Linked DNA regions of Rattus norvegicus: region 1 is linked to region 2. Evidence: chromatin contacts called from public Hi-C data. All regions are on one chromosome and are shown on one strand. The core of a region is the stretch at or near the end of the contact, and the rest is flanking DNA. Distances in the headings are between cores, read along the strand shown. Region 1 overlaps Asb7 (ankyrin repeat and SOCS box-containing 7). Region 2 holds the start of Aldh1a3 (aldehyde dehydrogenase 1 family, member A3).

Region 1 (6,397 bases), core at 3,648-6,147, 220 kb before region 2:
TAAAAATATAAGAAAGTATTTTTAAAAAGGGAAAAAACAAAACCCAGTCTAATAGAAAGGGAGCAAAATTGATGGGAGATAAAAGAAAAAAGTAATTCTTTGAAAAGGTCAATAAAATTGAAAACTGTAGCTAGACTGAAAATGAGGAAAGCCATAACCAATTTCGGGGCTGGGAACAGACTCTGGCCCAGATGCTATAGATGTTAAACAAAATCTAGGAATGTGGTGAGCTTCATGTCATAGAGAATTCCATTCCTTGGAAAATACAAATTGCCAAAATTTTATGTGACCCACAGAAAAAGAATGACTTAGTCATTGTTTATACAGTTGAAAATTTGATTTCCTCTTAAAACGTCTACTAAGAAAGCTCCAGGCCCAGTCGCTTTGCTTGCTCTGTATATTGCTGGCACAAACAGTAATCCCGCATACGTTCTTTAGAGGAAGGGGCGCTACCTAATTCACTGTGCAGTGTGATGTCCTGCTGTAAAACCAAAGCTACAGGCAGAAAACAAGCCGCAGAGCAGCAGCCTTAGGGCAGCAAACACAGGTTCCCAGTAGACACTAGCTAAGGGGCCTTACAGCGTGGCTAGGTAGCATCTATCTGGTAGCAAGGCCAGTAACATTCCAAAGGGTATTACAACATGGCTAGGTAGCATTTATCAGAAATTCAAGGTTTGTTTAATATCCACAACCCTTGAGCCATTTGCTAAATCAAAGATAAGTGCCAAAGGGTCACTTAACAGCCTGTGACAACACTACCTGTTCAAGATGCAAGCAAGACTGCAGCTCAGAAGGGACCCAGGAGAAGCTGCAGCTGGCTTCACACTTAGTGTTGAACAGTTTGTGTGCTTTCATTATTTGTATGCAACATGTTCTTAGTAAAAGACCAATACACCAATTACAGAGGAACAAGTGAAAGCATTACTGGCCAGCGAGATGGCTCAAAAGCACTTGCTGTACAAACCTGATGCTCTGAATTTGATCCCTGGAAGGAAAGAACTGACTCCTGGAAGTTGACCTTCATAAGCAGTTCTTGGCATGTGTCTCCGCAGTATCATACACTAGTAATAGCAAATCAAAAGTGTAAGTAAAACTGTCTTGATGTGTATATGTGTGTACATTTGTATGTATATATGTATACACATCTATCTGTCTATCTATCTATACACACACACACACACACACACACACACACACACACACACACACATAATGTATGAAAACTAAAAGTATGTATGGAACTAGATTGTAGACCAGTATTACAAAACTCAAGTTCTGCCATCAGTTAACATCTGGAGGATGAAGTAGCAGCCCATAATAGCAACAATTTAAGGTTTTTAATAGTAATTTTAATTAAATATATTGTCTATATGAAACATTGCTGGGGTGGATTAAAGAAGTTGTAAAAAAGTAGAGAAGTCTTTGTGTTCATTACATGGAAAATTAGTATTATTTAGATCATTTGGGGAAGTTTGCCATCTGTAAAGTTGGTGGAATTAGAACAGTAAAAATTAGGCCAGGCTTGTATGAAGAAACTAAAAATGTACCTTGAAAATGTATTAGCTGAAATAAGTTTTAGAACAGTTGGAGGAATTAACACTACCCGATATCAGACATGCTGCAAAGCTACAATAGTTAGCAGTCTGGAATTGGCATGGTCAAAACTCTTGTTCAATTGCATCTTTTTCTGTATACTGGGGTTGGACGAAGGGCCGTGTGTATGCTGGGTAAGCCTGATGCCACTGAGCTTCATCCCTGGAGTGCCATTGACATGGGCTTTGATACTTAGCTTATTCTGACCTTGAACCTGTTCCCAGGCTGGCCTCAAACTCACCGTCCTTCTGCCACCATCTTTGAGTTTGTGCTACCATACCCAACTAGGAAGTATTTTTAGATAAATGGAATAATTCAGAAATATGATAAAATGAGTTTCAGCAAAGGCAGGGTAAATCATTGAAAAAATATTTCTTTGTGTTTGTCTAAGCAGAGGGGATAGTGTGTGTGTGTGTGTGTGTGTGTGTGTGTGTGTGTGTGTGTGTGTGTGTGTGTACACGTAGTGATCTGCAGACACCTTAGTTCCTTAGGTGTCCATTTTCTTCTTTCTCACTGAAATCTAGGACTAGAACTCAGGTTATCGTATTCTCTTGTTAAGCACGTTTACCTGTCCATTGTCCCCATGCTCCCTAATTTGTAAAGAAAGTATTTTAGCAAACAGGTAGATAGCCATATGGCAAATGATGAACCTTGATCTTACTTTATACCATATACAAGTATTAACTACTAGTAGATCATTGACCTATGTTTATGGGTTTAAAGTACAGAATATCTAGATAAAGTACAGAATATCTAGAATATCTAGAAGAAATGAAAACTTGTAGTGTTGTGTTGGGCAAAGTTTTCTTTAGCAAAGCAGAAATCTAGGAAATGCTTAAAAAAAGAAAGTGAATTTGATGAAATCAAGGAGAGCCAAGTGTAGATCAGTGGTAGGGTGCTTGTCTGTGTTCAGTCTCCAGCATTGCAAAGATAAATCCATGAATAAGCATCCTTTACTTGGCCCATGTGCAGAATATGCAAACCTTTATAACTCCATAGAAGGACGTCCCAGCGGAAATGAGTAGACACTGACAGATAATCCACAGGAAAGCGTACAAGTAGGCCAGCTCTCTAGATCCCTGAAATGTGAATTGACGGCACACAGCTCATCATTTACCCTTTTAATGGGCAAACTTAAAAGTGGTCCTGATGCCATGGAGCCTCGCTGGCAAGGACAGTGGCAGGGTAGCCACCGACAGCAGGCTGCACAGCGGCTTCTTGACATCAGAGTCCACCATTCCCTTCTGTTATGAAGAAGAGACATGGCTGATAGCATTGCTCCCAGAGCCTCCCATCGCAAATAAGGCAGTCCTGCTCAGAAGCATGTGCTAAGTGGATTAGCCAGTCTCACTTCCGCAGGTGACCCCTTTCTAGAGAAAGCCTACAAACCCAAAGTTTTGTCCTTGATCTGCCTTGTTCCCAGAATCTAGGTAGGAAGTTGGTTGTAAAAGGCATGGGGAAAGATCTGCCTTGTTCCCAGAATCTAGGTAGGAAGTTGGTTGTAAAAGGCATGGGGAAAATTTGAGAGGACAAAAGTGTTGTGAATGTTGAGTGCTTTTAGTTAATGTGGCCGTGTGAATTCTTGGAGCTCATCAACCTGTGCCCTTGATACACAAATCTCACTTCCAGTTGCTAAAGCTTTTAGAGAACATCTCGGGCAGCTCAGTGATGTGTCTCTGTTTTTTAAACACAGTCTGTTTCCATGTTTACATTACAATGTTACCTACCATTTGTTAAAATGGGTCTCTTTGGTGGGCGGAGTATCTGGCAAGGAGGAGGAGAAGCTTGTTGGGGTTGATTATTTTAGGCAGAGCACTCAGAAATCTCACTGATAAAGACAAATTGCAATAAACTTCAGGAAATGCAGTTAAGCGGTTTTTGTACGTGCGTTAAGCATTTCTCACAAACCACTGTCCTGCAGACTTTGTTGGTGCTGCAAGTGAGCTCTCACTGCATCGCACTGACTGATCTGAAGTGCATTTTCTTTGCACCCTCACATGCCCTGTTTCATGTTGTCACCTTTTCCTGGGGACAGCGGCTATAGTTTTTATGCATTATTACCCTCTAGTTCTTGCTTCTGTCCTTTGTTCACAGGATGCAGTTGGTTGGTTCATTTGAGTGATTTGTGCAGAGATGAGTCAGGCTACTGTTCTGTGTGAGAATCTGTGTCTTCTTACTTCAGTGTAGCACTAGAATGTGAGCGGAGCCTTACACATGCAGTGAACATTAAATGTGCAACACTTCGTTACAGCTCTGCAGCTTGACTTGTCCACTAGAATGACTGCAGTGTGTGGGTGAGGGTATTGCACCTTCAAAGGTGGGAGGGAGGGGTTCCCAAGATCGCTGAAGGATCAAGAGGGATTATCTGGAAATATGTGGCCAGATACAGCTTAAAGACAGCGTTTTTTCATTGTGGGGTGTGTGTGGGGGGGCCGGGGGGGGGATATGGATTTATGTATATGCATGCAATCCCTGCTGAGACCAGAAGAGGGCGTTGCTTCCCCTGAAGCTGAAGAAGCTAGTGGTTATGAGATGTCTGATATGAGTGCTGGGAACTGGGTCCAGGTTCTCCGATAGAGCAGCAACAGCTCTTGACCACTGAGCCATCTCTCCAGCAGTCACTTCATCTAGATAACAGCAGGGTCTATCTAAAAGACCCATCAGTTTGGTCTGAGATCTCTGGCTTGTAGTGAAAGATGACTAGTGCATGACCACACTCTTCCAGTAGATGGCAGCAGAGTGCTTTGCATCAGGGTTCTAGCTTGCCTGTTGCATAGCCCTAGGTACTGAATATCCTTTAGTTAAAGCCATGCATTGCTGGGGCCTTCTTTTTTGTTGTTGTTGGGTGGTTGTTATCTGTCACTTTGTGTCAGATATTACGAGGAGCTAAAGTAATAGTTTACTTGTACAGGTTCTGTTTGCTAACAACTCTTTAACTGTAGTTTTCATCCACTGCGGTGTTATTAATATTTCAGCATATCATTTTCTGCCTCACAGCCTCTTGTAAGAGAATCCAGCTGTTGTAGTCTGGAACTAAATAATACGATCTTATTAAATAGTACATAAATATTTAACCACATAGCTTTGGAGTCGTTTCGTGCCTGTGAGAAACATCCACGGATATGTGAATAAGAGCTGAGTTGCGTAAGGAGCATTTTAATGCTTGTCACTGGGCCCACCTGGGTGTTCTCCCTCAACTGCTTTATGCGCTTCCAGAACACGGATCCACTATGTGGGGGAGGCAGTTCTTGTCTCTGCTCCACCTACAGCGCAGGGATATCAGTGGGATGTGAGCCACAAAGTGCTGACCTTTGGCACCGTGGAAAAGCCAGAGTAGGTGGCAAAGGTCTGTAGCTCAAAGAGTCACTGAGCAGATGATTCCTATGAAGTTTTCTTCCAAGGGATCTGTTAATTTAGGAGTCTTTAAAACTTACTTTTTAAAGCAATGTTTATATTGTACTGAGGTTTCTTCCATTTTTTTTCAAATAAAGTTCTTGCTGTTACGCCGCAGGACCACCTGTAACTGAGCTCAGTCCCGTGGTACTCACAAGCATGCTGTATCATGCCGTGCCACTCAGCATGGGTCTCACCTGCTGCTTTCATGGAGCATAGGGCGCCTTCATTCTTTGCCTTCACCCACCCCAACCCCTATGAAATTTTAGAACAAGTCCAGCTGAACACAGGGTACTGCAATTCAGAGCAGCAGTGTTGCTGCACACGCTCCCTTTAGGGCAAGAAGTAGCACAAGGGAAAGGCATGAAAATAGCTGGAGACAAAGGGGCCGTGAATCAGGCCCCAATCAGAGGCTGAACAGTCGCAGGCTGGCCAGCAGGAGGGTGAGGTGCTGCAGGGTCTATCTTTAAACAGTGTTGGTCATCTCCCTCCTCCTCCCGTTGACTTAGGCCTGATAGTTTCTACTAGAGTGTGCTTTCCACCGGAGCCTGGGGAGGCCTTAGCATCACTCATTGCACTTAACCCTTCACAGTCTGTGATAACTGGCTCAGCCTGAGAACTCTGTCCTCATAGAGTTGCTCTGTCTCCACAGCCACTGATGTTTTCATTTTGATTTAACTCTAGCTGATCCCACGGTTAAGGATTTAATCGGAGGCTTCACCGCTCTGCACTACGCAGCCATGCACGGCCGGGCCCGGATCGCACGCCTGATGCTGGAGTCTGAATACAGGAGTGACATTATTAATGCAAAAAGCAATGATGGCTGGACTCCCCTCCATGTGGCTGCCCACTACGGTAGGGACTCATTTGTCCGGCTCCTCCTGGAGTTCAAGGCCGAGGTCGACCCGCTCAGTGATAAAGGAACAACGCCACTTCAGCTTGCTATCATCCGAGAGAGGTCGAGCTGTGTGAGAATCCTTCTGGACCACAGTGCCAACATCGACATCCAGAATGGGTTCCTGCTGCGCTACGCTGTGATCAAAAGCAACCATTCTTACTGCCGCATGTTTCTTCAGAGAGGAGCAGACACAAACTTGGGGCGCCTAGAAGACGGACAGACTCCTTTACACTTGTCTGCCCTCCGTGATGACGTGCTCTGCGCACGGATGCTGTATAACTATGGAGCGGACACGAACACAAGGAACTATGAAGGTCAGACCCCACTGGCCGTTTCCATAAGTATTTCAGGAAGTAGTCGGCCGTGTTTGGATTTCTTACAAGACGTCACAAGTATGTAACACCTACTGCTATTATTGCATCTTTCCCCTTAACCCGCGCCTTCTGAGTTGCTTGACATACTTTTGTAATATGAGATGACTAGAAGCTAGCCATTCTTATCAGTCCTGCTTGG
Region 2 (5,941 bases), core at 226-2,725:
ATGGCAGGACTCAGCATCCAGGGGCCCTAGTGTGAGACAGCCTGGATGTTTTCAGTAGACCAAGGTGGGAGTCATAGGACCAGCTACACAGGCAGGGAGCCCAGAAAGAACAGGAAAGATGGAGCAACAGTGACCCTAGTGTCAAAGGCAGATTCTCAGAAGCCTGTCGGTCCTTGCTCATTTGGGGGCCACAGTCCCCCATCCCCATTCTCATCTGCTCAATCCCTAACAGCAGGAAACCTTCCCACTGTCTGAGAGGACAGAGCTCAAATAGGGCCTTTCTGAAGGTTTACTGCTCATTGGTTATCCAAAAGGATTCCTAGTGACGGTGCAGTGAAGAGGAACATGGTGAACAGAAATGGACACTGAGTCCTTAGAACAGACAGAGGGAGCCACCTTACACAGAAGCACATGGCCGAACCTCTCTGAGGACTAAACCCCCTCCTCTGTGGGGAGTTCAAGTCTCACCTACTGATGCAATGACCTTACAGCTGGGTGAGAGGGTTTCCCATTTTTCCCATGAGGCTTAAGTCTAAGTCCTGGGTTGAATAGAGCATTTCCTACGCGACAAAATAAGAGGAGTTGGACATGCTTTCCCACAACCCCTTCTTGGCAGTTCTGAACAACATAAACATTATGAGCTTTTAGTCTGAGAGCAACTAGCTGTAAAGATCTCATGTCTTTTGTTTGGGGGATTTTTTTTCCAGTCTTTTAAACGGAAGTTTAATTTGTGCGTTTCAAAAATTAAAGTAATTGACTCCCTGGGGCTGTGCGTACTTATGAAGGTCACAGGACCAGCAGGCAAAACTCCCAAGTGCTGAGCAAAAGAGCTGTCACTTAGATTTTGCCTGCTGTCCTGGGTGTGAAGGAAGTTCCCAGCCGGCCGGGCTCCGAGTGGACCTCCTCCGCCGGCGGCCCTAGCTTGGGAAGGATGGAGCCTAGGCTTCTGGCAACTAGACCCCAAGTCGAGACAGTCACGCATGGTGGCCACAAAACGCTTAGATCCGGGGAGGCGCAGCGCAGGGTCCCAGAGCGAGCGCTCACTCCCGCCGAAGTTTCAGAGAGCGGCTGCGGTGGCTTGGGACCGCAGGTGCCTCGGACAAAGTCTCGGGATTGCCCTGAGAGAGGCCTGTTACTGTGATCGCTATGAGCCAGCTCCCTGCCCAGACGGGTGTCCGACCCTTGCGAATTCCTGCCCCCTCTAAGCTTGCTGTAGGACAGCCTTCAGGGCTGTGGAAGCCCGCGGTGTGGCCACCCGGCGATGCGCAGAGCTATCTGGCCGCCGCTTAGGTCGGGCTGGGACCGTCCGGCTCCCACTGGGGCAGGGACAGCGGGAGGGGTGGCTGCGGCGGCCCGGTCCCCTCCTCCTCTCCCGCGCCCGCCCTCCCTTCCTCCGTCCTGCAGCCAATTAGGCGGCCCCCTTGGGCGGGAGGCGTGGGGCGCTGCATAAAGGCGCGGAGCTGTCACCCTGAGCAGGCTGCGCACCGCCCAGGCCGAGCCGGTGCGTCGGGGACACGGACCAGGGAGTGCGAACCAGTCATGGCCACCACCAACGGGGCTGTGGAAAACGGACAGCCTGATGGGAAACCGCCTGCCTTGCCGCGCCCCATCCGCAACTTGGAGGTCAAGTTCACTAAGGTGAGCAGGGCTACCCTTGGACTCGACGGCCTCAGATTCCTGCACGGAGCAGCTTGGTAGGGAGGAGAGCAGAGGACCAGGAGCCAACACTGCTGGGAGTCCGCAGGGAGCTGCCCACACCTGAGCGTCTCTGGTGCAAGTCCGCTCCTTGGAAACTGCACTTTTTTGAGGGGCACCCAGAGTGGGAACCCCAGCTTCTGGCTGGGTGAGCTAAACCTCAAAGCCTGAGGAGCAGGAATGAGGCAGTGCAGAGCCCAAGGTGCAGAGTTGCAGCCTGCAGAGACCCCGGTGTGTCCCGGCCACCGCCCACTTTGAGTGCTGGTGCTTTTGGCGAATGAGCATAGGGTGACTTCTTGGTAGAGGGCTTTCTGGGCTTTAGGATCTGGGTTGGGGGTGCCAGGGTCGAGGGGAGCTAAAGATACCTGAGGACTCCACAATGAGTTTCGAGTCTGAGCCACACCAGGAACTGTAGCTGGTAAGTAGGTCTTCCTGGGCAATGAGAGAAGGGTCCGGTACCTTCCCTGTGTTCTGTCTGAACCCAACTTACCAGAAGAGCTGGGGAGGAAAGATGGAACGTCACTGATCAAGGACTCTAGATCTGGGCCCAGGGAAACCACTGCTGGTTGAACAAGGCCACAGGCAGTGACCAGGCCTAATTCTTGCTCTTTCCGGGGAGGCTGGCACTGGCAGAGTGGTGAGATCTGAACTGCAGGGTGTCCCTGAGCTGCAGGGACAATGGTGATGTCTGGCAGCAGAGAAAGCTCAGGGAGGAAGAACAACTCTAAAAGGGATGCGCTGCTCTGCCTGCTAGGTGTGTACAGCGTCTGAGGGACCGCAGATCTCTCAGGTCTGGAAACTTCAACCCCTCTTATTTTTCCCATTTTGTCCACGGATCTCAACTCCGGCTGACATAATGCTTAGAAACCGCTTTCATCCATTTTATTTTCAAAAGTAGCAATTATCCCTCTCGCGTAATTTTAATCAAAAGGTGAAAGTGGCAGGTCGCTATGTGTGGGCTTCAGATTCTGTTCTGTTGGGACTTGGTCCCCGAAGTCGGCCATGCCGACATATAAATTGCATGACATTTACACGAACTGTTTTACCAAGGAAGGCTCTGTAATCAAGAGAGGCACAGCCCCAGGAGGACTGAAAGTTGTTTTTTTTTTTTTTTTTTTTTTTAAATATAGTTTCCTTAACCGTGTAAGCTTCAGAAGGAGAATTCCAGCATCGGGGCTGGGAACCGAGCGAATAATGGCTTCATTTTTCAGACCTCACTGTGATGATCCGCTCTTGTTCTGGTAGTGGCTGCTCTCTTTTGTTTTTACAGTTCTATAAAAACACCACAGCAGACAGAAAGTGAACAGGATTGCCTCTTCGCTTAGTATCTTACTGAATCCTCCCACAACTGTCGGCCACAGAGCAGGAAAAGTTTGCCTCTTAGGCGATTCCCTGGAACACTTTAAAATTTAAAGATGCAGCCTTTATGGAAGAGGATTCTGGGAGGTTGTCAGAGGAGTCATTGGTTCTGACAGAGCCCCCTGCCTTTTGAGGGTTGAAGGTCCAGGGGTGTCTGACAGAGACTGGGGAAAGAAAGTGAGATGCAGGGAACCGAGGGCTGCAAGCCTTGGGACGTTCCAGGAGATACAGCTGCCTGATGTCCTGCTACACCTTTCATCCCTTTACTGGTTCCAACCTGCTCCCTCTTGGCTTCTCGTGCACCTCTGCAGAGACCTCTAATAACAATGAAAAAGTCAAGGTGAACCTTGTACCATCAGGGTGGCCTGAGCTAAGGAAGGAAGGCAAAGATGTGGAAGAGCAGATCCAGACCCAGCACCAACAGTGGGCTGTGAGCATGTGAACCAGCAGAAGTGTGCAGTTTCCCTGACTCGCCGTGCTTCTCCAACATGGAAGGCTGCTTTGAGCTCAGGCAATGGCAGGGTGACTTACCAGCTTCCAGAAGGATGATTGTATCAAAGCTCCTTCAGTTGTACTCGAACTTTCACACTGGGCACAGGGTCATGTGGGTGATTCTGGTGAGGAGAGGGAGGGTCTTCTGGGGTTTCCCATGCTGATCTTAGAGGATGGCAGGCTCTTCTACTTTAGGGACCCGCTTTCTTTATAAAGTCTCTTCCAGAGGTCCTCTGTCAAGGTTTCTAATTCATCAAAATACAAAATGTTACCATCTCTTTTATGAAAAATAAAATTCCCCCAAATCTCCCGAAAACATAGCCACTTTGAATTTAGCTGAGTCCAGTGGAAGTTACTGGAAATAATGCTAGCAGGGTTCTCATGTGTGACCACCACCTTTACCTCCATCCAGAACACCTTCCGGGGCCTTCAGTAACAAAGTACGAATTCTGTCCGCCTCTTACGGTATCTTTAACCTTATACCTCAATAATGTCCCAGTCCTACTGGTTCTCAAGTCAGTGGAGATGTTTTCATTCTATACCAGTCAGCTAGTATGTTATGATTCTCAACAATTCAGCTGACATCCGTGGTGGGCCATGCCCATGGCTGTTTCCTTAGTTTTGTTTATACGTTGTTTTAGTGGGTAGAAAACCGGCGGCGGGAAACCAGTTACAAGATCCTACTTACTGGCAGAATAAGGAAAACAGCTTTGCTCAGTGAGAAACACTGTGAGGGGAAATATGGTCAGCCAGTCTGGAGGTTTTACTTGAGGTTGCTGGCTTGCAAGGTCTAAGATCAATGTCATGAGCAACCAAGAAACACACACACACACACACACACACACACACACACACACACACACACACACAGACCAACACACTCATAACATACACACATGTACACCTACACACACATACACACACACATATACACACACACCTACACACTCATAACATACACGCATGTACACCTACACACTCATAACATACACACATGTACACCTACACACACATACACACACACATATATACACACACACACCTACACACTCATAACATACACACATGTACACCTACACACACATACACACACATATACACACACACCTACACACTCATAACATACACGCATGTACACCTACACACTCATAACATACACACATGTACACCTACACACACACATACACACACACATATACACACACACACCTACACACTCATAACATACACACACATACACACACCTACACACACATACACACACACATATACACACACACACACACCTACACACTCATAACATACACACACATACACACACCTACACACACACACCTACACACTCATAACATACATGCATGTACACCTACACACACACATACACACACACATGCACGGACACACACGTATATATGTATATATTGCCTATTATAGTTTTTCAAGAGTGTGCCTAGAGATGAGGTGTGTGGCAGACACCCGATCGCCGCAGTCCGCCTCCATTCCCTGCTATTTAGAGTCTGTTTTACCACCTTCTCACTTTCCCTCCCCCTTGGAACTGATACCAGGAAGGACCTAGAATCAGCAGTTTTCACTGACAGTCTCTATTATCTCACCGACGAAATTTCATCTTCCTTCAAATGGGCCTGCTCCTGGCTTCACTTTCCTCTGCACACTGACTTAACTCCTTCTCCGCTTATTAATTTCTCGCCGTTGCCGAGTGATTACTTGCCGCACGGCAGAAGTGAACTCTTGGGTTTGGTTTCAGCTGGAAGAATGAACCTGTAATTGTAGCCAGGCCTCTTCCTTGCACGCTCCCCTGGGGGCCCGGCCTCACATGGAAGGTACTGAGCTTCCAGAATATGTTTGGGTATCTCCTACTGCGACTTCATGCTCAGCTCCAAGCTCCATATCGAGGGGCTGGGGCAGCCGCTGCTCACCGGCCTAGCCGAAGCTTGCCCTGTGTCTGAGATTCACTCCAGAGGTGGCCTGGGGTGTTTCCTATTTGATAAGCTTCAAAATACACACAAGGGAGCCTGAAGAAATGGTAACCAGCCACACACTCATGGCTCGCTCTCTCTCTCTCTCTCTCTCTCTCTCTCTCTCTCTCTCTCACTTGCTCTCATCTATATCTACTCTCATCAGGGAATCCTTGTGTGCTAAAGGATTCACCTTCAGTCACTGAAACTGGCTCTGCAGTGACACAATTATTATCATTTTACTAACTTGCATGAAGTTATGTGATATGTTTTGGGCTGTAGAATTCCAGCACACGGCAGCCTTTTCTGTTGATGGGCTGCAAAAATGAGGTTCCAGGAACTACAGCACAATGGTGGCTACCCTGGTGGTTGTCCTGATGGCTTCCCTGGTGGCTTCCCTGGTGGCTGACAGACCTTCC

Evidence for each region. A called contact is a pair of places that touch in the nucleus more often than the background predicts.
Region 1: a Hi-C map of liver shows a contact between it and region 2, with 5 times the contacts expected there. The contact joins the enhancer-like site here to the promoter of Aldh1a3 in region 2. A contact is called at or near these places in 12 of 12 Hi-C or Micro-C datasets (the A7r5 cell line, the Rat2 cell line, Schwann cells and 7 more) and 1 of 1 datasets of contacts at active chromatin or transcription factors (oligodendrocytes).

What each region holds. Positions count from the first base shown.
Region 1 is chr1:129,647,726-129,654,122 of GRCr8, reverse strand. Asb7 (ankyrin repeat and SOCS box-containing 7) reads left to right here. Exons shown (of 6, transcript NM_001108915.2): 5 at 5,671-6,276. Among named protein-coding and RNA genes, the nearest start is that of Asb7, 27 kb to the left of the region's middle. Within about 2 kb of position 4,897, at least 4 of the 93 cell types and tissues checked have an H3K27ac peak or open chromatin away from gene starts, as enhancers often do. A contact at or near this core is called in liver, where this site is marked.
Region 2 is chr1:129,423,177-129,429,117 of GRCr8, reverse strand. Aldh1a3 (aldehyde dehydrogenase 1 family, member A3) reads left to right here and starts at 1,475. Exons shown (of 13, transcript NM_153300.2): 1 at 1,475-1,638. The coding sequence starts at 1,540.